2 separate regions of the Oncorhynchus mykiss genome follow, and region 1 is linked to region 2. The links are chromatin contacts, called in public Hi-C maps. All regions are on one chromosome and are shown on one strand. The core of a region is the stretch at or near the end of the contact, and the rest is flanking DNA. Distances in the headings are between cores, read along the strand shown.

What was found. Hi-C and Micro-C count contacts between places; a contact is called where the count stands out from the background.
Region 1: a contact with region 2 is called in a Hi-C map of liver, with 2.6 times the contacts expected there. The contact joins the promoter of LOC110522065 here to the promoter of cpsf3 in region 2. A contact is called at or near these places in 2 of 3 Hi-C or Micro-C datasets (blood and liver).

What each region holds. Positions count from the first base shown.
Region 1 is chr4:10,791,235-10,798,258 of USDA_OmykA_1.1, forward strand. It overlaps LOC110522065 (ribonucleoside-diphosphate reductase subunit M2), which reads left to right and starts at 5,358. Exons shown (of 10, transcript XM_021600137.2): 1 at 5,358-5,670; 2 at 5,917-5,985; 3 at 6,587-6,730; 4 at 6,823-6,939. The coding sequence starts at 5,578.
Region 2 is chr4:10,613,923-10,620,948 of USDA_OmykA_1.1, forward strand. cpsf3 (cleavage and polyadenylation specificity factor subunit 3) reads left to right here and starts at 3,688. Exons shown (of 18, transcript XM_021600132.2): 1 at 3,688-3,895; 2 at 4,220-4,283; 3 at 4,402-4,499; 4 at 4,773-4,901; 5 at 5,257-5,434; 6 at 5,987-6,076; 7 at 6,293-6,443; 8 at 6,654-6,829. The coding sequence starts at 3,825. asap2b (arf-GAP with SH3 domain, ANK repeat and PH domain-containing protein 2) reads left to right here. Exons shown (of 27, transcript XR_005051461.1): 23 at 11-112; 24 at 298-568; 25 at 1,637-1,719; 26 at 1,882-2,001; 27 at 2,149-3,062.

The sequences.
Region 1 (7,024 bases), core at 4,108-6,607, 180 kb after region 2:
CAAGAAACAGCAGAGGGTGCACCTCCCTTATCTACACTGACGGGACCACAGGGGAGAAGGTGGAAAGATTCAAGTTCCTTGGTGTACACATCACTGACAATCTGAAATGGACCACCCATACACAGTATGGTGAAGAAGGCGCAACAGAGTCTCTTCAACCTCAGGAGGGTAAAGAAGTTGAACTTGTCACCTAAAACCCTCACATTTTTTTTACAGATGCACAATTGAAAGCATCCTGTCAGGCTGTCTAACCGCCTGGTACGGCAACTGCAACCTTCCGCAACCGCAAGGCTCTCCAGAGGGTGGTGCGGTCTGCCCAACGTATTACTGGGGGCAAACTATTCGCCCTCCAGGACACCTACAGCACCCGATGTCACAGTAAGGCCCAAAAAATCATCAAGAACAACCACCCTAGCCACTGCCTGTTCACCCGGCTATCATCCAGAAGGCGAAGGTCAGTAACAGGTGCATCAAAGCTGGGACCGAGAGAATGAAAAACAGCTTCTATCTCAAGGCCATCAGAGTGTTAAACAGCCATCACCAGCACATTAGAGGCTGCTGCCTATAGGCATAGACTAGGAATCACTGGCCACTTTAAGGAATGGAACACTAGTTACTTTAATAATGTTTACATATCTGGCATTACTCATCTCATATGTATATACTGTATTCTATACTATTCTACAGTCTCTTAGTCACTTAATGTTTACATTTCTGGCATTACTCATCTCATATGTATATACTGTATTCTATACTATTCTACAGTCTCTTAGTCACTTAATGTTGACATATCTAGCATTACTCATCTCATGTGTATATACTGTTTTTCTATACTATTCTACTGTATCTTAGTCCGTTCCGCTCTGACATCGCTCCTCCACATATAAACTCACCAAAAAACGAAACTTCCTCTCACTGTCAACTGCGTTTATTTTTAGCAAACTTAACATGTGTAAATATTTCTATGATCATAACAAGATTCATCAACTGAGACATAAACTGAACAAGTTCCACAGGCATGTGACCAACATAAATGGAATAATGTGTCCCTTAACAAAGGGGTGTTCAAAATCAAAAGTAAGAGTCAGTATCTGGTGTGGACACCAGCTGCATTAAGTACTGCAATGCATCTCCTCATGGACTGAACCAGATTTGCCAGTTCTTGCTGTGAGATGTTACTCCACTCTTCCACCAAGGCACCTGCAAGTTCCCGGACATTTCTGGGGGGAATGGCCCTAGCCCTCACCCTCCGATCAAACAGGTCCCAGGCGTGTTTGAGATCCGGGCTCTTCGCTGGCCATGGCAGAACACTGACATTCCTGGCTTGCAGGAAATCACGCACAGAACGGGCAGTATAGCTGGTGGCATTGTCATGCTGGAGGGTCATGTCAGGATGAGCCTGCAGGAAGGGTACCACATGAGGGAGGATATCACATGAGGGAGGAAATCTTCCCTGTAACGCACTGCGTTGAGATTGCCTGCAATGACAACAATCTCAGTCCGATGATACTGTGACACTCAGCCCCAGACCATGACGGACCCTCCACCTCCAAATCGATCCCGCTCCAGAGTACAGGCCTCAGTGTAACGCTCATTCCTTCAAAGATAAACGCGAATCCGACCACCACCCCTGGTGAAACAAAACCACGACTCGTCGGTGAAGAGCACTTTTTGCCAGTCCTGTCTGGTCCAGAGATGGTGGGTTTGTGCTCATAGGCGACGTTGTTGTCGGTGATGTCTGGTGAGGACCTGCCTTACAACAGGCCTACAAGCCCTCAGTCCAGCCTCTCTCAGCCTATTGCGGACAGACTGAGCACTGATGGAGGGATTGTGCGATCCTGGTGTAACTCGGGCAGTTGTTGCCATCCTGTACCTGTCCTGCAGGTGTGATGTTTGGATATACCGATCCTGTGCAGGTGTTGTTACACGTGGTCTGCCACTGCGTCCTGTCTCCCTGTCTTAGGCGTCTCACAGTACAGACATTGCAATTTATTGCCCTGGCCACATCTGCAGTCCTCATGCCTCCTTGCAGCATGCATAAGGTACGTTCACACAGATGAGCACAGACCCTGGGCATCTTTCTTTTGGTGTTTTTCAGAGTCAGTAGAAAGGCCTCTTTAGTGTCCTGAGTTTTCACAACTGTGACCTCAATTGCCTACCTCCTGGAAGCTGTTAGTGTCTTAACAGTTCCACAGGTGCATGTTCATTAATTGTTTGTTTGTGCTCCATTAAACAAGCATGGGAAACCGTGTGTAAAGCCTTTACAATGAAGATCTGTGAAATTATCTGGATTTTTAGGAATGATCTTTGAAAGACAGGGTCCTGAAAAAGGGACGTTTCTTTTTTTGCTGAGTTTATATATTCCTAATTCATTCCTACTTAGATTTGCGTGTATTGGGTATATGTTGTGTAATTTTTTTGATATTACTTGTTAAATATTAATGCACTGTCAAAGCTAGAAGTACAATAATGTTGCTACACCCACAATAACATCTGCTATTCACATGTATGTGACCAATACACATTGATTAGATCTTGTCCCCCCCCAACAGACATTTACCCTACCCCCCATAAATTGTAAATAAGATGTTTCTAAATACTTCTCCTCAACTTGTTCTACATTAATGTGAACTCCACAATCATTACAGATAGTCCTGAATGGATCGTGAATAATGATCAGTGAAAAAGTTATAGATAAATATCATAGCCCCCCCCCCCCCCCCCCCCAAAAAAAAAACCGCTAACCTCCCCTGTTAATCACTGTAACGCTCCGGCGTCGTGGGTGTGGAGTCTGGCGCAGGAAACAGAGTGCAATACTGTGCTCTATGCACTAACGCAACACTGGGTGCTCAAAACCAAATGCCCCAAACACGGGGGACGAAAATAGTACAGCAGAATACACGGCCAGGACCAACCACGTTCCTCTACTACATAACCGAAGGTCACAATAATTAATCCCGCACAAAGAAACAGGCGGGCCTGTCTAATAAAGCCCAACTAATGACTCACTAACAGGTGCAAACAATAAACATACAAGGAGGGGGAGGAAAGACAATCAGTGGCAGCTAATAGGCCAGCGACGACTCATTCAGCACTATCCGTAATCATGGTAGCATCCACATGTAATACTGTTTAGAAACATTCTATTCTTATTTACAATAAACCTGACTCCAAAATGGCACAATACATTATTTACCATTCATTTCCATTGTGCACAAAATATTCTGAAACACAAAACAAACAGCAAATGCATCCAGTTTGTAGAGTCACAAGCTTGATGTAATCATTGATGCTAGGAATTTGTGACAAAATACTGTACAATAGTGAATTTGTCCCAACACTTTTGGTCCCCTAAAACAGGGTTTCCCAAACTCGGTCCTGTACAAAATGGGCTATAATTTCTAAACGGTTCACCCGATATTGATGTGGATTGAAATACCATCAAATGAACGTTTATAGTCTGCACTTTAACCTCATAGTCATTGTATCCTTTCAAATCCAAAGGCCTGGAGTACATTGCCAAAACAACAAAACATTTCACTATCCCTATACTTTTGGAGCTCACTGTATGTCTCGGAAAACGTACCTCAATCCAGGGATGAGAAATGCGTTGTACTCTGAACTGTCCCATGATCCTATCTGTTACACGGAGAAGATTGACGTTAGTTTGACCTTTCATTCACAAAGGGGGATAACCGAGGTTATATAGCGGCTGAGAATGCGTTTGCATAATCATTTCAGTCTTTGTTTTTTCTATGAGGTAAACACATACACACCCGGGGAAAAAACAAATTCTGTTCAACAGCACCATTTTGTTAGAAATAATGCCTGTATGCCTTTCTACTGACTCTGAAAAACACCAAAAGAAAGATGCCCAGGGTCCCCGCTGATCTGCGTGAACGTACCTTAGGCATGCTGCAAGGAGGCATGAGGACTGCAGATGTGGCCAGGGCAATAAATTGCAATGTCCATACTGTGAGACACCTAAGACAGCGCTATAGGGAGACAGGACGGACAGCTGATCATCCTCACAGTGGCAGACCATGTGTAACAACACCTGCACAGGATCGGTACATCCGAACATCACACCTGCGGGACAGGTACAGGACGACAATAACAACTGCCCGAGTTACACCAGGAACGCACAATCCCTCTATCAGTGCTCAGACTGTCCGCAATAGGCCGAGAGAGGCTGGACTGAGGGCTTGTAGGCCTGTTGTAAGGCAGGTCTTCACCAAACATCACTGGCAACAACGTCGCCTATGGGCACAAACCCACCGTCGTTGGACCAGACAGGACTGGCAAAAAGTGCTCTTCACTGACGAGTCGTGGTTGTCTCACCAGGGGTGATGGTCGGATTCACGTTTATCATTGAAGGAATGTGAGTTACACCGAGGCCTGTACTCTGGAGCAGATCGATTTGGAGGTGGAGGGTCTGTCATGGTCTGGGGCGGTGTGTCGCAGCATCATTGGACAAGGCTTGTTGTCATTGCAGGCAATCTCAACGCTGTGCGTTACAGGGAAGACATCCTCCCTCATGCGGTACCCTTCCTGCAGGCTCATACTGACATGACCCTCCAGCATGACAATGCCACACGCCATACTGCTCGTTCTGTGTGTAATTTCCTGCAAGCCAGGAATGTCAGTGTTCTGCCATGGCGAGCGAAGAGCCCGGATCTCAATCACATTGAGCACGTCTGGGACCTGTTTGATTGGAGGGTGACGATGGGGCCATTCCCCCCAGTAATGTCCGGGAACTTGCAGGTGCCCTGGTGGAAGAGTGGGGTAACATCTCACAGCAAGAACTGGCAAATCTGGTTCAGTCCATGAGGAGGAGATGCACTGCAGTACTTGTTGCAGCTGGTGTCCACACCAGATACTGACTGTTACTTTTGATTTTGACTCCCCTTTTGTTCAGGGACATATTATTCAATTTCTGTTGGTAACATGTCTGTGGAACTTGTTCAGTTTATGTCTCAGTTGTTGAATCTTGTTTTGTTCATACAAATATTTACACATGTTAAGTTTGCTGAAAATCTTGTTAGTTAGCCACTAGCCAGCCATCCAGCTTGTTAGTAAACTTTTTTCACTTGCTGTTCTGTCATATTTTTCTACACATTTCTAACTTTATATATGACATTATGTTTTGTAATTCAACGTTTTAAAAACATAGTACAGTCAAGGTTTTTTGGGATAAATAATGGCATAGCTCTATTGTTTGACATTAGCGCGCCTTTCCTGACATTTTAACTTTTTCCTTTCTTGGTTTTGTAACAGTATCAGCAGTTTTCCCGCAAGCTTTAAAATGACGCGTGAGAAAAGTGCAATCTGATTGGCTGCACCCTCTAAGAAATTTAAATACCAACAAAAGCTTTGACTCCATTGACGACTTGGAATCGACCGCCAGAAATTCAATAAATACGGGGAACTCGAGTTGTTTGCGTTTGATTGTGGCGTTGATCTAGGCAATGGGATTGTGCTGTTGATTGTGAATATATATATTTTTTTTTTGCAATTTTAGTGACGTTTAACTTATCCTCAAATTGTTTCTGTTGTGTAACTCGTGTGTCTTTAAAAATGTTTGCAACTCGTTCACCACTCGTCAAGAAAGATGAAAACGCTATCACCACTCAAATGGACAACATTTCACTCGTTGACAAGGAAAACACGGTAAGTTTGAAGTCGACGTGAACTCTATTTTACCTAGCTATTTTTTTGATGTCGTTGGTTTTATTTAAAAGGTGGGTAGGCAAACTCGCCTCAGCTGGTTAGCTAAATGACTTTACTAGCCGTAACCTAACTAGGCAAAGTTAACCTGTCACGTCTTTCTGTCCAGCATATTAATCAATTGAATGTAAATTAAGGAAGCCAGTTATCTAATTTGTCAAAGGTAACGTGTCATTCCTCCCAATGCAGCCTCCCAGCCTGAACATGACCCGGATTCTGGCCTCGAAAACCGCGCGCAAAATCTTTGCAGATTCTGAGGTGCGTGAACAATGGCTACTTTTGCTTGATGTTGTCAGTTTATGCAGTGCTCATTTTTGTAGCTCATCGACATGCGTAATTAACTCTAACATGGTAATTAGCTAGAATGTGTCCGAGGTGTTCATTTTCCGCAAATAATATCGCCTATTCTAGCTACCTGCCGAGTCATCAAATCATGATGCCGTCTATGTCAAATGTAAGCTAGCAATCGAGGAACTCAAGTCAAGCATATGTTTGAATGGTTTGTATTAGTTACACAAGCTGTCTACTCAAGTGTTTCATAAGGCTAACTAACGTCAGTTGCTAGCCAGTAGCCTTCCATTCCAGCCATGCCACGAAAGCCTTTGTCTTGAGTAGGTCACTAGCTAGTTACTGCTAACAACTGTTAAATAGCATAACTCAACCGTCTTTAACGTTGGGTTGTGGACAGTCTACATAAACTGGTATGCCTTTTTGTCTTATTTCATTCATGTATTTCCACTTAAATTATAAGCACATTCTGTTTTTCTAACCATTGAGGAAAGTTTGTTTTACCTCTGCAACATTTGACTAGTAATGAGATTAAACTATTTTTAAAATATATTTTTTTATACTTTGTTAGCCTAAAGATGTCGAGAAATTCAATGCTGAAGAAGAGCCACTCCTGAAGGAAAATCCACGCCGGTTTGTCATTTTCCCTATCAAGTATCATGACATCTGGCAGATGTATAAGAAGGCAGAAGCTTCTTTCTGGACTGCAGAGGAGGTATGTCCAAGTTGCTGCATCATTAGTGGTGTTGGCATAAGTAAATGATATGTGAGCTGGTTCATGATATTTTAGTTAATTTTGTTTTCCAGGTTGATCTGTCCAAAGATACACAACACTGGGAGTCTCTGAAGGAAGAGGAGAGATACTTCATCTCTCACATACTGGCTTTCTTTGCTGCTAGTGATGGCATTGTCAACGAGAACCTGGTAAATTGCTTGTGTGTGTACAATACAACAGTCAATATTTAACTATCTACACAAGAAATCACTGATCTAATGGGAGTCTCCTGTT
Region 2 (7,026 bases), core at 2,438-4,937:
AACCTTGTAGGCCCTGGGTGGAAGCAGGCTCATATGGAGGTGGTGGGTAGACAGAGGTCCTCCTCAGACCCCCCGAACCCTCACATCCCGGAGCGTAACAGCTCCATGAATGGTAAGTGCACTACATTATATTACCAGATAGTACTAGCTCCTGACCTATCCCTCATGTGATTATGCTGCGCTGCTGGCACAACAACACGATTTAAGTACTGTATAAGTACAACTGCCGATGTTAAACTTCTTCTTTTTTTTTTTATACATTTGACTGATTGATATCACTCCCTTGTCTCCATCCAGTGTTTCCCCCAGCTGTTCCACCTGCTGCTCCGCCTCCCCTGGTGAGTAAAAGGACCAGTGTGATGGAGTCTAGAAGCCATAAGACTGCTCCTCTACCACCACTACCTTCAGTATTACCTGGGCCTCCAGTGTCCCCCATCATCCCACTACCACCATTCCCGCCAACAGTGCCCCCTGCACCCTCCTTCCGACTCACACAGCCCCCTCCTGTACCAGCCCACCATCCCAGAAGCAGAGCCGCACGGTCCAAATCAACTAAATCACCCACTATGTAAGAACTTGGGCAGTATGTATCAAGCATCTCAGAGTAAGAGTGCTGATTTAGGATCAGTTTAGTATTTTAGATCACAATAAATATGATTATGTGGATAGGGGGGGACCTGACTCTAGATCAGCACTCCTACTCTGAGACGCTTGATACGTCCGCTGACCAATTTAGGTTCATATGTTCTCATTTAATTGTATTAGGTTTATAATGATATGTATTATCAGATAACTAAGACAATTAATGTGTGTGTGGTTTCAGTTCAGATAAACCCATGCCTAAAGGACCACCCGGCAGGCTTGCTGGACAAACTAATAGATCCGGTAAACACATCACACACTCAAATAACATTCACACATTTTTAGTATACACTGAGTGTACAAAACATTAGGAATACGTGCTCTTTCCACGACTGACCAGGTGACTCAAGGTGAAAGCTATAAAACCGTATTGTTCAATATACTTCAATCAGTGTAGATGAAGTGGAGGAGACAGGTTAAAGAAGGATTTTTAAGCCTTGAGACGTGGATTGTGTATGTGTGCCATTCAGAAGGTGAATGGGAAAGACAAAATATTTAGGTGCCTTTGAACAGGGTATGGTTGTATGTGCCAGGCGCACCAGTTTGTGTCAACAACTGCAACACTGCTGGGTTTTTCACTCTCAAACAGTTTCCCATGTGTATCAAGAATAGTCCACCACCCAAAGGACATCCAGACAATTTGACACAACTGTGGGAAGCATTGGAGTCAACATGGGCCAGCATCCCTGTGGAACGCTTTTGACACCTTGTAGTGGCCATGACACGATGAATTGAGGCTGTTCTGAGGGTAAAAGGGGGTGCAACTCAATATTACGAAGGTGTTCCTAAAGTTTTGTACACTCAGCCTACAATATCTAATAACTAGCCTGCTCTGGTTCAAAGAGCTTTGTTTTTATTCATCTGGGTGCCAGTCTGTTTCTTCTTTCTTGCCAATTCCTTATGGATTTGTCATGCCAATTGGTTCGAATAATGGAGTTGGTAAAATTACAATGATTAAATGTTCCAATGTGTCTTTTTGCTTGTGTGTGAGCAGTAAAGAATGCACCTGTAACTGGATCCCCTCCGAGCTTTGGTCCAACTCCTCCACCAACACCCAAGCCCCGCGCTAACCTCCCTGTGAGATCCTCAACTCAGCCAATCAGTGGCATGCAATCAATACCTAACACACAGGCTATTATAGCAATACAGTAATATCATATTTACACTGATTATTGAACACTTGCAAAAAAAACATGAACTAACATCTTCTTGTCTAACCTATTATTATTTGGCCCTTAGAAACAGAGGTCCAGGAGGGTGAAAGCCCGCTACAGCTGTTTAGCTGATAACCCAGATGAGCTAACGTTCACCGAGGGAGAGGTGATTGTAGTGGATGGAGAGGAGGACCAGGAGTGGTGGGTAAGTACAACAGCTCCAACACACACCCACACGCATAGGCACGCACACACATACGCACACACAAACTGCACACACACACACATCCTCTGACTGTGTCCTTATGTCTCTGATCCACTGACTGTGTGTCCTGTTGTGTGTGTGTTGCAGGTGGGACATATTGAGGGGGATTCGACTAGGAAAGGAGTCTTCCCTGTGACATTTGTGCACTTAATCACTGACTGATGCATCTGATGGTGTGACCGGAGCTGTCGCTCACTACTAGGCTGTGTGTTATCTGTTCTTGTCCAAAATTGCACCCTGTCCCCTATGTAGTGCACTACTTTTGACCAGAGCCCTATAAGTAGTGCACTATATAAGAAATAGTGCACTATATCGGGAGAAAAACAATGTCTATGAGTGAAAGAGGTGTGGGATGTGCACATCACACGTGTGGGTGGTGATATTCTCATGCATCCAAACAGCCAAAGATGATGACTAGGTGACCTCTGACCTGCCAACAGAATGTTCTAATCTACAATGCTGGAATATTTGGGGGGGAAATGGGGGAAACTGTTCAACCTGCATGCTAAGTTTTGAGAAAGTATATTTCCACTTGGTTTGCTGGGACAACTGGAAATAACTGGAGCAAGATTCTGCTTGATTATATTTGCATCCTTGAAGACACAGTCAAACTTGTCTTTAAATTCAATATTTCGCTATTGTGTTATCAATTCAGATGCGTATTTAAAGTTTAACTTGGTATAATAAAAAACGTATTGTACTACAACCACTCAAAGTCTATATATTACATCAGTCATTACATTGCTGTGTATCACCGAGCATGATCATCCTATGACAGCTTCTGCTGATGGGAAACTGATATGTTTGAATCTAACATGGAATCTAATTTATCAAGAGAGCATTTGTGAATATATGATGCTGGAAAAAGGGTTGCAGGGTAACTCTGTATGTATATTGTAGCTGTAACATTTGAGATAATTGAAAGGAATGTACATCCTACGTTTTCCTCTTCCCTCATGTTCTTTACATGTCCATGGTTATTCATTAAAACGTGAAATGGCTCATTGTGTGTTTTGTCTTCATTGCATTCGGTTAAGACAGATCTGTAGTGGTCACTCCATTTTATTTTTAATGATTATGAACAGAACCATTATCTGATTCTGGGGCGGACTGGGACCAAAAATTGCCCCTGGTATTTCTAACACCAGCCAATATTTTTCCTTGAGGCCCCCACACTGCCATTTTGAGGGCACCAATATTAGCGAGATAGTGATAATTTTGAGCCCCAAAAAGTTTGTTAGACAGACCAACTAGGCAAAAAAATGGACCAACCCACATATTCTTGAGTAATCTGTATGTAGCACAATGAAAACAAACTTTTTAAATGACGTCCATAAATGAAAGAGTCCTTTTTCAGAGGATAGATTATAGCAATGTCATTGTGATTATACTGTGCTCTGACTACTATGCCCTAAAATCAGGACCATGTTCAGTTGCCAAACGTTCTCCAACGTTGCTGATAGAAATGTCATAAATACAGCCCACATGATTTCGTGTTTTATATGTTGGAGAAGCATGTTTGTTCTAAATAACATATTTCTACCTGAACGTTACAAAACGTTGTGTGCTCCTGAATGGGCGCCCCATGTTACAACATCGGAACCCATTATAGCAAAGACCATTCCTCGTACGGACATATATCGCTGGACCGGAAGTGTTGTTATAGTCAGCGTGCGGTTAGTTTCTGTAGGTGTCAGAAGAATGAATTAGTACAATTAATACATAATAAGCATATATATTTTAATTAAATCGTAAGAGAAAATATGGCGGCGAAACGCAAAGCTGATTTATCAGTGCCTGCTGAGGAAAGTGATCAGCTCCTCATCAGACCACTGTGGGTTTATACATTCAACATTTCGTGAGCTTTTTGGCTAGCTAGCTAATTTAGCCCGTCTAACTAGCAATACATGAAGACTGATGCCTGTCTACCTAGTTAGATAAATTATGAATTTGTTCAATGTTACCTAGTATTAGTAGTTGTCCAAAGATGCCACAGTGATTTACCTTTTATACGTATAGATAGCTAGATGGTATTTTCAAGTAGCTACCGTAGCTATGCATTACGTTCATAACGCATAAGATTTTTCTGAATCTGCCAGAACGTCACTGTCTCACAAATGTCATCAGACAGTGATTGACGTCTCTTTCCCTCTCACAGTGGAGCTGGGCAGGAGGTGGGAAGGTCATGCATCATTCTGGAGTTCAAGGGACGGAAAATCATGGTAATATTACGTGCACTCTGCTGTCCCTGTTGAATTTACCATGCATTATGGATTGTATGAGACATTCCAAAATAGAAGTAACCTGATAATTGAGTACAACAACCGTTTTCCTTTGTAGCTGGACTGTGGAATCCACCCAGGATTGGAAGGAATGGATGCTCTTCCATATATTGACTTGATCGATCCTGCTGAGATAGACCTGCTTCTTATCAGCCAGTGAGTATTCCTAATCTCTCATCTGGGTTGTGTTTATTGGGGTCAAGTTCAACTGTAGCAAAACTTTTCACAACCTAAAACATAAACAAATGTTTCTTATATGGACAAGTTCAGAAATAGCTTTATGTTTCTGTGAGTTTTCCTACGTTTTGGGCCTTATAAACACAACCCCATTATATGTTTCCCCAGGTCAGATGAATTAACACACTGAAGACAGTTCAGTGTTCTAATGCACCATATTCAGTTCTCTATAATCTCCTCTCTCTATCTCAGTTTCCACTTGGACCACTGTGGAGCCTTGCCTTGGTTTCTCCAGAAGACCAGTTTCAAAGGAAGGACCTTCATGACCCACGCCACCAAAGCCATTTACCGCTGGCTGCTGTCTGATTATGTCAAAGTCAGGTAGACAAGAGTTTATTAACTTCCAATAACAGCCTGACTTACTTAACTTTAGCCTTTGGCTCCTATAAGGAACATTCCTATAAGGAACATAGGCCATTGACAATGGTCTTACTCGGTTTGTGGAAATAGCAGCGTACTCTACTGTTTCTTTCTTGATAGAGTAGCTGCTAAATGTATTGCCCTGAAGACATGGCTGTAGATTCCTACGTCGACTCCTTTGGCATCTAACTGTTAGACGTCATAAGTCTACACAGCCATGTCTTCAGGGCAAAACAATTGTAGAGATGCCATTATCCATTATGGATGATTCGGGTTCACATTGTGCCCCTGACTGTCTCTGTGTTTTCCCTCCCAGTAACATCTCAGCCGACGACATGCTGTACACAGAGACAGACTTGGAGGAGAGCATGGACAAGATCGAGACCATCAACTTTCACGAGGTGAAGGAGGTGGCCGGCATCAAGTTCTGGTGTTACCATGCCGGTCACGTCCTGGGGGCAGCCATGTTCATGATCGAGATAGCTGGCGTGAAGGTGACTACATTACATTTACATTGACTACTGGGACAGGAAAAGCAACTACAGCTTATTCATCATCTTCTTTGTGAAAGGACCATAAGAAAAGGTTCTTATCATAAATAGTACATGATTTCCCAGAAATACTGTTCTCTCCTGAGCTCAATTTCGAGTCTAATAGCGAAGGGTCTAAATACTTGTGTAAATAAGATATGAATGTTTTTATTTGTAATGCATTTTCAAACAATTCTGGGGTATTGTGTGTAGATTAATGAGGGGGAAATTAATTTAATACATTTTAGAATAAGGCTGTAATGTAACAAAATGTGGAAAAGTGAAGGGGTCTGAATACTTTCTGAATGCACTGTATATAGATTGTATTGTTTACTGTGGCCAGTAGGTGGCACCCATATGCTGGACAAATGTTCCCAATACAATTACATGAGTGAATAATTATTTGAAACAGAAATATATTTTTGTCTATTTACTTTGCTACTGTCTCTTAAAATTGTAGGTTTAAACTAACCTGTCTCCTGTTATCCTTGTTCCTTTGGGTGTCTCTGTCCATAGATCCTCTACACAGGTGACTTTTCCCGACAGGAGGACAGGCATTTGATGGCAGCCGAGATCCCCAGTGTCAAGCCTGACATCCTCATTACTGTGAGTCCCCGCTAATAGTAACATACAACACTAAACACAACTACAATCAATTAATCAATCAGGCAATCAAATTCATTTGTCAGCAGTTGTCACATGGTGCTTTTCGGCAACCCAGCCTAATCACAACCACAAAAAAGCAGCATACTTCACTTTGATTCTCGTGTGATCTTGTTTTCCTAACATGAGGATATGATGTGTATTGCTCTCTGTCCTCAGGAGTCCACGTATGGAACACACATCCATGAGAAGAGGGAGGAGCGGGAGGCCCGGTTCTGCAACACAATCCATGACATCGTCAACAGAGAGGGCCGCTGTCTCATCCCCGTGTTCGCCTTGGGCCGAGCCCAGGAACTGCTGCTCATCCTAGGTGAGATTCTCCAACCAGTTCCCTCTTCAGCCTGCCTTTAGAGCAGGTATCCAGTGACTCTCATTCATGGAAGTGTTCATTAGGAACCAACAGTCACCTGGCCTAATCCAATCAGAAACTTGTTTTAAAACATTTTCTGTTGCGTGCGCTAATGAACACAACCCTTCTCTAATGTGTGTGTGGTTATGTGCCTCTGCGTGTGTGTTTCAGACGAGTACTGGCAGAACCACCCAGAGCTCCATGACATTCCCATCTACTACGCGTCGTCTCTGGCCAAGAAGTGCATGGCCGTCTACCAGACATACGTCAACGCTATGAACGACAAGATCCGCAAGGCCATTAACGTCAACAACCCCTTCGTCTTCAAGCACATCAGCAACCTCAAGGTGGGTGACGTTAATCAGATGAATGTTTGGTAGTGGCATTTTTCAATAATAAAAAAAATATATGTTTATTAGGCACCATAAAGTAGAACACAGGCTGAAACAGGGAGTGACTATCTGAACTTGTCCAATAAGAAACACTCCTTTTCATTTCCTTTTCAAAAAGTTTTACTACGGTGTGCTCTAATGAATTAGCACCT